Regions from separate parts of the Mus musculus genome. Here region 1 is linked to region 2. A link is a contact called in public Hi-C data. All regions are on one chromosome and are shown on one strand. The core of a region is the stretch at or near the end of the contact, and the rest is flanking DNA. Distances in the headings are between cores, read along the strand shown.

Region 1 (6,815 bases), core at 2,236-4,735, 470 kb before region 2:
CTGTAATCCCAGCACTCAGGAGGTAGACGCTGGAGAGTCAGAATTCAAAATAATCCCCAGCTACATAGTAAAGTGGAAACCGGCTTGAGATCAACACGATTCTGTCTCAAAAGAGCCAAAGGGAAGGGGCAGGGATCAGAAACAGTTAAGTCCAAAATGTGAAGACCTGCACCATTTTCCCACATTAAAGCAAACATCGACCCCAGGCAGTGGTGGTGCAATCCTTTAATCCCAGCACTCAGGAGGCAGAGGCAGGAAGATCTCTGTGAGTTCAAGGTCAGCCTGGTCTATACAGTGAGTTCCCGGACAGCCAGGGCTACACAGAAAAACCCTGTCGTGGGGAAAAACAAAAACAAAGACCAAAAATTCCCTCCCAGTGATAAGCAAACAGGCCCTCACTCTGCGTCTGACTCTGGGTGCTTACCTCAGTGGCAAATGGGAGTTTGCTCTGAGTGAAATCACCTTAATAATAATAATAATAATAATAATAATAATAATAATAATAATAATAATAATTCACCTCTCTGGGTCTCTGGAGGACACCACACTGCACCGTAGCGGAAATGTAATTAGTCACACAAGATTGTACATTTGCAGTTATCATGTTAAAAAAAAGTGGAAAAGAAATAGGTGAGATTAATTTCAGGAATGTATTTTACTTTAACAAAAAGACTATTTCTATATATCTAGTGTGAAAAATCAAGATGTTTTACATCCCTTTTGCATACTATTTTCATATTTACATCTTTAGCACCTCTCACTGGGTTTGGACGGTCATAGTCCAAACTCATTAGCTATGACCGGTCTCTGTTACATCAAAATGGTCTTAAAGATTTTGCTGTGTTTCTCTTTAAATCTTTACCAACACTCGGCCATGAATGTCAACACTCGTATTTGACAGAAAACATCCCCCCCCCCAGAAGTAACCCTAAGACACAAAGCTGTAAAGGAAGAGCCAAGCTGAAACCCAACTTTCCTGCCAGTGTTCCCCACCTCCCAGGCAAGTGTACAGGGACAGAGTCAAACAGAGCTGGTTTGGAATCCTGTGTATGACATTTGCTGGCTGGCTTACTTGGAGCACACATTGTCACACTGACTCTCGGTTCCACGGCATGAGAAATGGTGATAATAAGAACCCTGATAGATTATTGCGGGATTGCGTGAGGTAATGCATGCAAAGTGCTCAGCAAGTACCCATCACGGCAAGTGCTCCTCAGAGCGGGATGGGTTATTACCGTGACAACCAGCCATGCTCGCTCCATCTTCCACACAGCTTGCCAAGAGCTTCCCCCCCCCCCCCACTGCAACAAGGTTTATTGTTGATTTGTGACTTTTTACAGAAAACCAGTGACCTGGCTCACTGTTCCGACTCCCAGTACAGTCTTGTCTCCCTCTGCCCATCACTGTTATCTTCTGACACCAGAGTGTGACGACGTGACAAACTGCAAAGCAAGCCTGGAAATGTTTGAAGTCAGACTACATTGTCCCGTTCTGAGGACACCCCCCCCAAGAGCCACCATGCCTCATGGGTTATAGGAATTCCTGCCACTTGGAGATGAGGTCGTCCATCCCTTTGTCCCTCTGAAACCTTCTGAAGCAGAGAATGCAGAAAGTCCCCAAGCAGGAGCTGTGTGTCCTTACAGCCTCCTTGCTGTCTGCCACCAGTATCCTCACTTCTCTGTACTGCTGGTAACATGACCCCTTCCCCCAGTGCCAGGCTCAGTGCCCACAAGCCAGTAACAGAGTGTGTTTTACCACCCTGAAAGAAATACTTTAATAAAATATGCAGCTGGAGTATCAAACCCTCAAGTAGAAAAATTTGGGCACTCCTTTTTGTAGTAACTGTAGTCCTTCAAAGTATTTTATCTTGTGTGCCTTCATGTGATAAATGGGTTTATCGTATGGGTTACCAGAGACAGGTCCGAGAAAGATGGGCACATAATGAATGAATTATAGCTATATGAATCAGTCGCACATTCAGCAAACATCTGCTGAACTCGGATGTGATACCTGCTGATACCACAGCCCAGGGTTAGGAAGAGTGCCGGGCCAAAGGAAACAGACAGACTTGCTGCTTTCCTTGTTTCCTCTAGGGGGATTGCAGCTAGCCATCATACATGGAACTACAGACTGCAGTTAGAGCTACAGAGGAGAGACACTCAGTGATGGTGCTGCGGGGAGACGAGGAAGGCTGTTCTGAGAAACCTTTGAGCAGCAGCGGAGAAACACAACACCTGCGGTGGCCAGAGGTGTAGGGGAGCGATCTCAAAAGGCAGATCAAGTCAGTTATCTTGGGCCTTGAATTAGTTGGCAAATAACACCATTTTTTTCTCTCCAAGTCAAGGTTTCTTTCTCTGTGTAGCCCTGACCTGGAACTCACTCTGTAGGCCAGGCTGTCCTTGAACTCAGAGATCTGTCTGCCTCTGCCTCCTGAGAGTGCTGGGATTAAAAGTGTGCACTACCACCACCTGCCTTTATTTTGTTATTTACTAGCTTCTGTGCATGTGTGTGTTTTGTGTGTGGCATGTGTGTGCAGGGCTGTATGTGTGTGTAGTGTATGTGGCATGTGTGTGTGTGAAGCATGTGTGTATATTTTGTGTGTGACTTGTATATGTGGTATATGGGGGGACTCTGTGTGTGTGTGTGTGTGTGTGTGTGTGTGTGTGTGTGTGTGTGTGTGTGTTATGAGTGTGAAAGACAACTTCTAGGAGCCAGTTCTCTAGGTCTCGATCTCTCTCCCTCCATCCAGGGATTGAACCAGGATCAACAGGCTTGTACAGAAAGCATCTTTACCCACTAAAGCTTAGTGAAAAAGCCATCACATCCTCCTGGAAGCAGCACTGAGACACCTAAGAGGTGTGATCAGGGAGGCAGGGCATGGTTTTTACCCAGTATAGCCACAGCCCTGCCCCCAAGCACAAGCACAAGGATTTCAACAGAATGTGGCCGACAGAGAGGTCAAACAAGAAGCCTAAAGGTGCCCAGCGGATGGAGTGAGTCAGAGGTCATTGGGGACCCAGGGAAAAGATGCTTTGCTGGGAGGCTGGAGTCAAAGGCTGAACAGAGAGTTAAGAAATGGGGACAATGAGTGTAAGCAACTCCTTTTAGAAACTTGGTTATTAGAGCATGCGACTGAGATGTTAAAGCCTCCGCATTATAATTCACTGAAGCAAGTGTCATATTTCAATGGAAGGAAAGCTATCGTTTGTCAATGAAAACCCACATACTAAGGCAGAATTGGTGCCCCTCCCAGAAAAACCCTCTGAGCTCCGATTCTGGAAGGACTGCCGCATATATCAAGGAGGCAACAAGACAAATGCTCTTCATTTTGGGTATGCACCTATAAACCTAAGCAGCATGATCTGTGTGTGCAGATGGTTTGGGAGACAATTACTGATCTGGGGCTTGTTTTAGCCTGCTGATCTACTAGGAGGAAGTGGTAGGAAAGGAGACTAATCACCATGATGGATGCTTGCATCAGACCTTGTGACTCACAGCATGCATCAGCACCCGGGGCTCCTAACACTGCCTGTGACACTTCAAACTGTGCTGAGGCCACCAGAAAGCCAAGAGGCAGAGTCTGCTCTGGAGGCACAGGCATGTGATGCTCAACCTAAGAACTATAAGGGAGGGAGGTGGCTTGGGGGACTGGAACACACACTAATGTCATGGCTTTGACATCCTTTGCCAGAGCAGGCTATGTTGTTAGTCTTAATAGATCTCTAACCTCAGACATTTTGACCCATTTGGAGACCCAGATGTCATTCACTTGGCATGCAACAGAAACCAACACATTTTTTTTTCTTCTGATCTGTGTACATATGCTCAAATTTAACCCTAACTTTTGACATCTAAAACCTTCATTCTGGGGCCTGGGCTGTAGCTTGGTAGAGCACTTACGTAGCATGCCTGAAGTTCTTGGCTCCATCTGTGACATCCTGGGTTGATCCCTAGCACCACAGAATACTATACTGGTGTTCGTATTTATGGAGGCAGGAGGCTACAATTGGAGGGCAGCCTGGGCTAAATGAAACAAACAAACAAACAAACAAACAAACAAAACACTCACACCCACCCACCCACACACTCAGATAAAAATCAGATCCTAGTAAGCTGATACAAATGTTGGAAGGGTAAGGAATATCTTTTTTCTTGTTTGTTTGTTTGTTTTTTTCAGACAGTGTTTCTCCGTGTAGCCCTGGTTATCTTAGAACTCACTCTACAGAGTGAGTAGGTCAGGCCAGGGCCCCAAACTTACAGAGATCCACCGACCTCTATTTCCTGGGTGCTATTAAGGGTAAGTATATCACAATCAGCAGAGATGCTTCAACAAGAGCAAGATCATTGGTGTTTCCTTAAAAGCAACTTTAATCCCAGCTCAAAGGGAGAGGCAGGTGGATCTCTGTGAATTTGAGGCCAACCTGATCTACATATCAAGTTCTAGGGCAGCCAAAACTACATAATGAGACCTTGTCTTAAAACAAGACAAAAGTAAATCTTCACCTTGGACATACTTAAAATGTTCTGCTTCCTACAGCATGTGGCTGTCAGAGAGGGTATTCTGACCTGAGTGTTAGTTGGTGCCTGTTATCTATGCTCAGACATCTGGTGATTGCATCACCCCACTTGTGAGCTCCTCCTTCAACTTACGAAAGACCCCAGGCTCTGGCATACAGCATGGTAACTGCCACTAATAACAAGGATAATGTCCATACATTCTACACATTCTACATTTGAAAGTAGATCTTGTGTTCTTACCGCACACACAAGGTATATGAGAATGGTAAATATGTTAATTAGTTTGATTGTGGTAATAACGTATATTATTATCATGCCACGCTACACATACATATACACGTGAGCACATGCTTTTATGCGGCAGTATCTCGATTTGTAGCAAGCTGGCTTCCAAATCCTGATCATCTTTCTTGCCTCTGCCTCCAAACTGCCAAGGCCACGGTCGTGCACCCCTACCCTGCTATACAAACTTCTATTTGTCAAGGACACCACAGTATAACTGGGGTTAGGAAGATACCAGGGTTTGCATATCTCCGGAGGAGAACAGGGAGTGCAGACCAACAAAGCAGACCGGCCATGTGTGGGATGGAACAGATGACCTGGACTCTGCTGGGAGAGCCGTTCTTTACCTAGGGAAGACAGCAAACTAACCAGGCAAGGGGCTAACCCTGGAGCAGAGTCAGGACCACCTGACCTGAGAATGGGACAATACAAATTACAACCACAAAATTCCCCCACAGGGGTTGCAGAGGGAAAACCCCCTAGCTAAGGAACTGAAGATAAGGTCAGGGGGCAAAAAAAAGGCAAAGGAGTATTTATCCCCAGAGATAGAGGATGTTTCCAGAAACTGCCTGGGCCTAAGGGTCAGAGTGAAAGACCAATGGGGAAGAAAAAAGGGAACACACAGCAGAGGCAAAACCCACGTGTTGGCTTTGGCTCCTGCCTGTGTCTGAGAAGTAGGGAGAGGGAGAGAGCAAGCAAGGGGTGGGGGTGGGGGTGGGGGTGTAGTTCTTCCTGCTCTCTGCCTTGGCTGCTTTGTTAGGGAAGAGCCTCGGGAGCTGATGGTCCTGGGCTCTCCTTGTTGCTAGCTAACCACATACACACACACACACACACACACACCACCTCCAGCGTCTTTGTGAAGACAATTATGTGTTAACATCTTGAGACAATGCACACATTTAACATTATTTTAGGACACTCATTATTTTCCCAGTCAGTCCCACCACGTGGGTTGCCGGACTAGGACTAAGATTCTGTAGATCAGGATCCTTTGGGTTTGACAGCAAATGCCTTCACCCACTGAGCCATCTTGATGGCCTCCTATGGCTTTTTTTATAAAAAAGACAGTATAATCAATCCAGTGTTTAAGAGAGAAGGTCCTGGAGCCAAATGGCCAGGGTTTAAATCCCAGCTCATCCGTTTGCTAGCTTTGCGGCCTTGGGCAGGAGTTACTAAACCGCTGTGGGCTTCACTTTCCTTGTCTATAAAATAGTTGTGATGACTGCATTTGCTTGGCCTCGAACTCAGAAATCTGCCTGCCTCTGCCTCCCAAGTGCTAGGATTAAAGGTGTGCGCCACCACTGCCCAGCACTTGGAGAGTTTTAAATGAAGATGAAGAGAGATTACACACAATAGGCCAGGACCATCCCTGGCGTGTAGTAATACATAAATGTTTCCCATTTCTTACAGGGTTTGAGGGTTTGGCTTTTCATATCTCCCCAGCTCCCTGGGATGGTCTGTTCTAAATCTTTCCTGCAAGTTGGTGGCCCATAAGTCCACAGGCGGGGATGTGGACTGCCCCTGCTTCAGGCTGGATGAGATCAGTAGCTGCCAGGGCTTAGGGTTCAGCTCCACTCACCCCATCCATTTCTGTCCCTCTTTCTTTTCTCTCTTCTCTTTTAGCTGTGCTGGTGATTGGCCTCAGGGCCTCGTGCATGCTCTACCACTGGGCTACACCCTCAGCTCCATCATTTCTATTTTCTTTATTGGTTGGGGTGATATGCTTCATCTTCTACTTGGCTACACAAAGGTAGAACTCAGTAGAAAGCTTGACTCTTTTTCATTTACTTGCTTACAAGCTGTGAAGCCCAAGTGACTGGTCTAATAGTCCTAACCAGTCACTAGCCTGTTTTAATTACAGTTGTCCTGTCTGGCCTTTTCTAGTGGTTCCTAAATTGTCTTCAGGACTTCGGCCAGTAAAATAGTGTGCAGGCTTATTTTGCGCATGGATTACATAAGGGAACAGAAGCAACCTGGGTGTTTTTGGTATTTTGGTTTACCATTCCAAATCAGAT
Region 2 (6,628 bases), core at 2,888-5,387:
TTTGCTATAACTGCTGTAGGAATTCAGGGGCTGCCATCCCTAAAGATTCCCTTTTCTGGGCTCCATGGTTTGGAGCACTAGCTGCTCTTCCAGGGGTCCTGAGTTCAATTCTCAGCACCCACATGGCAGCTCACAACCATCTGTAACTGTAGTCCCATGGGATCCTATGCCTTCTTCTGCTGTACAGATAAACGTGCAGACAAAACACTTATATGCACAACACAAAAATAACCAATTTAAAAGATTCCGGGGCTGGTGAGATGGCTCAGTGGGTAAGAGCACCCGACTGCTCTTCCAAAGGTCCAGAGTTCAAATCCCAGCAACCACATGGTGGCTCACAACCATCCGTAATGAGATCTGATGCCCTCTTCTGGTGTGTCTGAAGACAGCTACAGTGTACTTACATATAATAAATAATAAATAAATCTTTAAAAAAAATAAAAAATAAAAGATTCCGATTCAGATTGAAGGACTTGGAGAACAGCTTATGTATGGGGGTGTAGGGGGACTTTCTCTGGACTGTGCTTACTGGCCTTAAGGTAAACACTCTAGAAGACGCTGGAGTGGTGTGACTCCTCTGTGATGAGTCTGGAGCTCCTCACCATGCTCAGACAGGCATTGTCACCTGTTCTCCTGAGAGCCCACTCATTTTCTCCCTAAATCTTTTGTCTTCCCCTCCCTAGAAGAAGCCATATACACTTCTAGATCTTACTTGCTATTGGTCCCTTCCCTCCTGTGAGGAACACATCTACACACACACACACACACACACACACACACACACACACACACACACACACACACACTCATCCAATGCCAGCGTAACTTAATTATTAAATCCTGGGAAGGTAGAGGGCAAGTTCTTTTTCTCCTACACTAACTGGAAAACTTATAATGGACATTTTAAGGAGACACTTAAGGGAGACACAGAGCTGGGAAGGCTGGTGTCTGTCCTTCCCAGCTATTACTGAACCCCACTCTTCTCTGGCCAGTGTGACCCTCCCTCAGATCTCCCCCATTTCCCAGTCCTGTGTGTGTGACTAAGAACATCCAGCATCCGGAAGCCTCCCGGCTCCTCTATACCAAGAGCTTGGAATTTTTCAGTAAAACTACAGCTTGTTCTTTCCTTCCTTCCTTCCTTCCTTCCTTCCTTCCTTCCTTCCTTCCTTCCTTCCTTCCTTCCTTCCTTCCTTCCTTCCTTCCTTCCTTCCTTCCTCTTTCCCTCCCTCCCTCCCTTCTCTCTCTCTCTCTCTCTCTCTCTCTGCCTCTTCCATCTTTCTTTTTAAAAAACAAACAAACAAATAAACAAACAAAGTGTTGCTATATATTTCAGGCTGGGCTTAACGCACAATAGAGCCTAGAGTAGTTTCAAATTCACAATGATCCTCCTGCCTTAGCCTCAAATACTTGGGTCACAGCCCTGTGCTACTATGTGCCCAGGTAGTTCTTTTTTTACTATCGAATTATTTAATTTATCACTGTGTGTGCATGTGTATTATGTGTGTGGGGGGTACGCATGTCATAGCAACCATTTGTGATCAGAGGACAACCTTGCAGAGTCAGTTCTCCTCTTGCACCTTTCCATGGATTCTGAGGATGGAATCCTGGCTGCCAGGCTCAGGTGGCAAGTGCCTTTACCTGTTGGGCTGTCTTGCTGGCCCCCTCCTAATTTACTCTTCTTGAGAGAAATTCTCAAGTCAAGAGGCCCATGTCGGTTTTAGTCTCTGTCTCTCTTTTCTGTTTTATTTTATTTTTGAAGACATGGTCTTGTTCAGCCCAGCCTGAATTTGAACTCATGACATAGCTAAGGCTGACCTTGAATTCCTGATCTTCCTGCTTCTGGCCTCCAAAGTGCTGGAATTATATATGTACTGTCTTCAAGAGTAGTCAGGGCTCATATTATAGATGTGCACCATCATGCTTGCCATATATATATATTTTTTTTTTGAGACAGGATCTCACACTTTATTCTAGGATGTCCTGGTATTCACTGTGCAGCCCAGACCAGCCTCAGACTCAAAGAAATCTTCCTGCCTTAGTGTTCTAAGAGCTGAGATTACAAGTATTGCCAACTCCCCTGATAATCTTTGTCTTTAAGTGACGATATGAAGTTCTGAATTGAGTTTCTTACTTTCTAACTTTCTAAAAAATATGTTAAATTATATAACACATTTGTGTCTATGTGTGTGGTTATATGCATGTGACTGCAGCTGCCTGTGGGGTTCTGGAGGTGTCAGATTCCCTGGAGCTGGAGCTATAGACAGCTGTGAGCCACCTGATGTGATGTGGGTGCGGGGAACTGAACTCAGGTCCTCTGCAAGCGTAGTAATGGCTCTTAAGCCCAAAAGTAGTGAGGGCTCTTAGCCCCTTGAGGCCATTTCTACTCTACATGGACCTTAGCTGGAGTCTTACCCTTAGCTGTCCTAGCTCCAGTCCCTTTGAGCACCCTGAAATAGCTTTAGAACATCCAAGCTGCACAATTTAAAACTGAAAGGGACCCTAGAATCCATCAATTTCCATCTCTCATGTTGTAGAGGAAGAAACAGGAGCCAGACAGGAAGTGACTGGTCCAATATCATGGGACTGATTAATGAGAGTGGAGCTTAGAACTCAGTGTTCAATTCTTTCTCACAGCTGAGCAGCCCCACTCCAGAGGCTGAGGCCTGGAGTCTAGGGCCTACTTTGGAGACATCATTGAAAGTCCCAGGATGAGTTGTTACTGAAGAGACCCTTCCCGTTTTCCAGAGCTAATGTTCTGGGCTTCGTTGCCCCAGTGGACAGTAGCTGGGTCTGGGGTGGGAGGAGGTAGGGGCAGAGAAAAGCTGTGCAGAGCCACGGGCTCTACTGGGCTCTCAGCCTTGGCTCCTGAGGACTTGCCCCCAACAGACCTCGGAGCAGGTGTGAACCCTCTGTCCCCAGAGTTTCTCATAGAACAGTTTGTTCTGTGGGGGGAGGGATGGGGGTGGGGGGGACAGCAGTCAGTGTAGGCGAGTGAGAGACATTAGTAGGACCCTGGAGCCTGATGCAGCTGCTTCCTGTTGTCAGAGCACTTCCTGCAATGGAGAGACTGGTCTCCCTGGCCTTGACACACACACACACACACACACACACACACACACACACACACACACACACGGAAAGTCTCAGTGAAGAAGCTGCTTATGCTCTTAAGACTTACCAGCTCCCTTGGGGAAGCAGGTCCCTGTCCCCAAATGTGCTCACTCAGTCCTGTCTCCTTGCCTAGTGTGAAAGATTTCTTTTGTCTTCTCTGCACCTGACTGTCTTCCATTCTCTGTTTGTCTTCCTCAGGTTCATTCTTCCCGAGGTCTGCACACAGACTCTCTCTCTCTCTTTCTCTCTCTCTCGCTCTCTCTCTCTCTCTCTCTGTGTGTGTGTGTGTGTGTGTGTGTGTGTGTGTGTGTGTGTTCACTGGCTCTCCTTGACCGTGTAGCATGCCAGTGTGGGCCCTGCCTCCCCCTGCCTTGTCTTGTGGTTTGACATTTCACCCAGGTTTGTTCTGTCTCTTCCTGAAGACTGACAGACAGGAGACTCTGGGTCCCTTACCACTACCTCCTTACTTCAAACCAGTCAGAACTGGCCATATAAGTGACCGGTACAATGACTCCTGAGCACACGTTCTGTGTCTCTCTCGGTTCCTGTCTGAATTTAGTCAGCAGAGCCAGTTTGCCTCAGACACTGGCATGTTGAAATGAAGCACTGTGCTCTTCTGTGGAACATGCTGTCTTCCAGGCACTTGGTCTCCTAATGGGAAGCTGACCATGACCTTGTTTCTTGTGGCTCTTGTGGCCCCCTGGCCTTCCAGGCCCCCTCTGACTCAGCATTAGAGTTGCTATGGGAATGACCTGAGCTGACCACTCCACCCTTAAAAGGATCTCTGCTGTGTAAGTGTTTGCAGGTGGTCAGTGAGGGAGGAGGGAGCGAGGTGGCCGAGCATGGCCACCTCCATCCCACTCTGAGGGTCAGCAAATGTTTTCAGCCTCTGAACCTGCAGCAGGGCCTGGCTCGTACTCCCTACCGGGGTGGGGCAGGGGGGGTGGTTAGGAGGGCTGGAGTGGGGGTGGAGAGAGCAGTAACCTGGTACTCTCAACCCGGCACTCTTCCCGCAATTGTGAAATGGCCTTGGACAAGAGCCAAGCAGGAAGCTGCCTCTAATCTGTGGCCTGGCGCCTGGGGTGTGAGGCCTGCAACTTACTCTTCCCCTTCCCAGTGATGGCCGAGGCTGACATGCAAGCCCACCTGCCAGGAGACACCCTTGGGTAATGGAAAGGTGTCTAAGCCTCCATCCTGCCTACTTTAAGAAGGTGGGGATTCGTGGGTAGGAATTACCTGTGACCGAGCTCCCAGTGTCTGCTTTCCCTTCCTTATCCCATTCTGTTTTCTTAAGAATAAGGAGGAAGCTGTGAAAGTGGTCCACAGCTTCAATCCCAGCACTTGGGAGGCAGAGGCAGGTACGGATCTCTTGAGTTTAGAGCCAGCTTGGTCTACAGAGTGAGTTCCAGGACAGCCAGGGCTGCCTAGTGAGACCCTGTCTCAAAACAAAACAAAACAAAATAAAGCAAAACAGACAGAACAAACACAAACCAAGCTAACCAACCTCTGCGCCCCCACCACCACCACCAAAAGAATAACTAGAAGGTCAGACTAGAAAGATCTTCAGGGGCCTTTGCCTTCCTGGTTCCATCTTGTGACTCAACTTGTTCATGATCCATTGACATAACTGCCCCATCAGATGGGTGGTCTGCTTCTGTGTCTGTTTCCCTTGTTCACCTCCCAGAGTGGTAGAGTGGCTCCTTCGTCGATGGAGATTGAGTGATAACAGGAGAGTATCTCTCACTTTGGGAGTTAGGATGCCTGGGGAGGCGATCTCTGCTGGAATCCTCACTGTATTATTTCCTGGTCATTTACTTCCAAGCTGGAAAGTTTAAACTTGGGACACTTAGGCATGGTGTCACACACCTTTAATCTCAGCACTCAAGAGGCAGAGGCAGTTAGATCTCTTGTGAGTTTCAAGCCATCTTATTCTGCATAATGAATTCCAGGACAGCCAGAGCTGTGCAGTAAGACCCTGTCTTGAAAACAAACAAACGAACTTGGTACCCCTAATCATCATAAATAGAGAACTCCGACTCCCACCCACTAACAGTGGAGGGAGAAAAAGGCCAGGAGGGGAACAAGAGCCTTCACATAGCACTCTGGATGGGGCTGCTTGCATAACAACCAGGCATCCCTGGCTTGTCCTCCGTTTCCTTTTGTACAGTGCGTGGTCCACCCTGCAATAGTGCTGCCCCACCCCCACCTCTGCACAAGGCACACGGAACCAGGGGATGTTTATGGGGTGCAGTCTCTGGCATCTGAAGTGCCACATTAAAATCTAGCCTTCACTCAACATTTCGGCAGAGCACTCCTGTAACCCCAGCACTCAGAATGCAGAGGCAGGGGAATGATGTTCAAGACAAGCATGTGTTGAGTCCTTGGAGCTTGACCTGAGGTGGACAGCAAGGGAATGAAGAAAGGACAGACACACAGACATACCATACAGGAAGCTGGGACTGGGTGGACTAGGCTCTTGGATGGAGAAACCACAGCATCCTGGAAGCTGAGTGTTTATTATATAGACTTGAAGAGGAAGGGGGAGTTACCGTATACAGCTGAACAAGGAGAGATGTTAATACAGACAGATAAACAGGGAGGCAAGATTAAGGTATACTGGATCAAGGTTTGGCTAATGTGGTAGGTACAGTCTCTAGGGGAGTATTCTTTAGTCCCTAAACATGGCAGTGTTGGTGGGATAAAGCTATGACAGACATTTCTGTACACTCTGTCTACATCCACACATGGATCAGAAGAGAAGGCTTTTCCGGGTTCCCTCTGAGCCCCACCCTGGCAGGAGATGGAGACTTTGCTGTTTTTCCATGGGTCTGAGGCTATAATCCTTGAGTGGCTAACCCCACGTCAGCATTACTCATTCAGTCAGGGTTTCACTCGGTTTTCCTCTGATCCCTACAAGCATGAGCTACAATAAAAAATTTTTTTAAAAAAGTGGCGGGCGGGGTGTGTGTGAGACATATGATGAATGGGTCAGGTGAGGTAGCTTACAGGCACAGAGGTGAGGTGAGGTAACCGTTTCTGTAGGGGGAGGGGTGGGTCTTGGGAGGACCAATTAGTTGTGCTCTGGGTACTGTTTGAGTAGGAGTGTGTGAGAACACTGACAGCTGGCTTCTCTGGGTTTCGTTTGTGGGATGTCTCTGTACAGGTCTCATTTAACTCACCCTAGTGAGGAAGACCTTCCCATTTCCAGTTGAGATGGAAGTTCTTAGAAATAAAAGTGGCTTTCGTGGGATGGAGAGATCACTTGTCGCTTAAGATCACTCTTAGCTCTTCCAGAAGACCCAGATTCTATTCCCAGCATCTACACAGCAGCTGACAACCATCTGTGACTCCAGTTCTAGGGATCTGATGCCCTCTTCTGGCCTCTGTGGGCGCTGCATGTGTGTTACACAGACTTACCTGCAGGACAAACACTCATAAACACACACAGAAAATTCTTCTTTAAAAAGTGACTTTCTTTTGGAAACACAACTAGAAAGTGCTGTGTGGAGCCTAGAAT

What was found. Hi-C and Micro-C count contacts between places; a contact is called where the count stands out from the background.
Region 1: a contact with region 2 is called in a Hi-C map of the Ba/F3 cell line, with 2.0 times the contacts expected there. The contact joins two enhancer-like sites. A contact is called at or near these places in 1 of 39 promoter capture datasets (pre-B cells), 1 of 484 Hi-C or Micro-C datasets (the Ba/F3 cell line), 1 of 115 datasets of contacts at active chromatin or transcription factors (bone marrow-derived macrophages) and 1 of 9 other capture datasets (adipose tissue).

What each region holds. Positions count from the first base shown.
Region 1 is chr2:118,958,416-118,965,230 of GRCm38.p6, reverse strand. No RefSeq gene overlaps it. Among named protein-coding and RNA genes, the nearest start is that of Gm39914, 26 kb to the left of the region's middle. Within about 2 kb of position 3,485, at least 98 of the 459 cell types and tissues checked have an H3K27ac peak or open chromatin away from gene starts, as enhancers often do. A contact at or near this core is called in the Ba/F3 cell line and bone marrow-derived macrophages, where this site is marked.
Region 2 is chr2:118,487,865-118,494,492 of GRCm38.p6, reverse strand. No RefSeq gene overlaps it. Among named protein-coding and RNA genes, the nearest start is that of Gm32684, 7.7 kb to the left of the region's middle. Within about 2 kb of position 4,137, at least 172 of the 459 cell types and tissues checked have an H3K27ac peak or open chromatin away from gene starts, as enhancers often do. A contact at or near this core is called in the Ba/F3 cell line and bone marrow-derived macrophages, where this site is marked.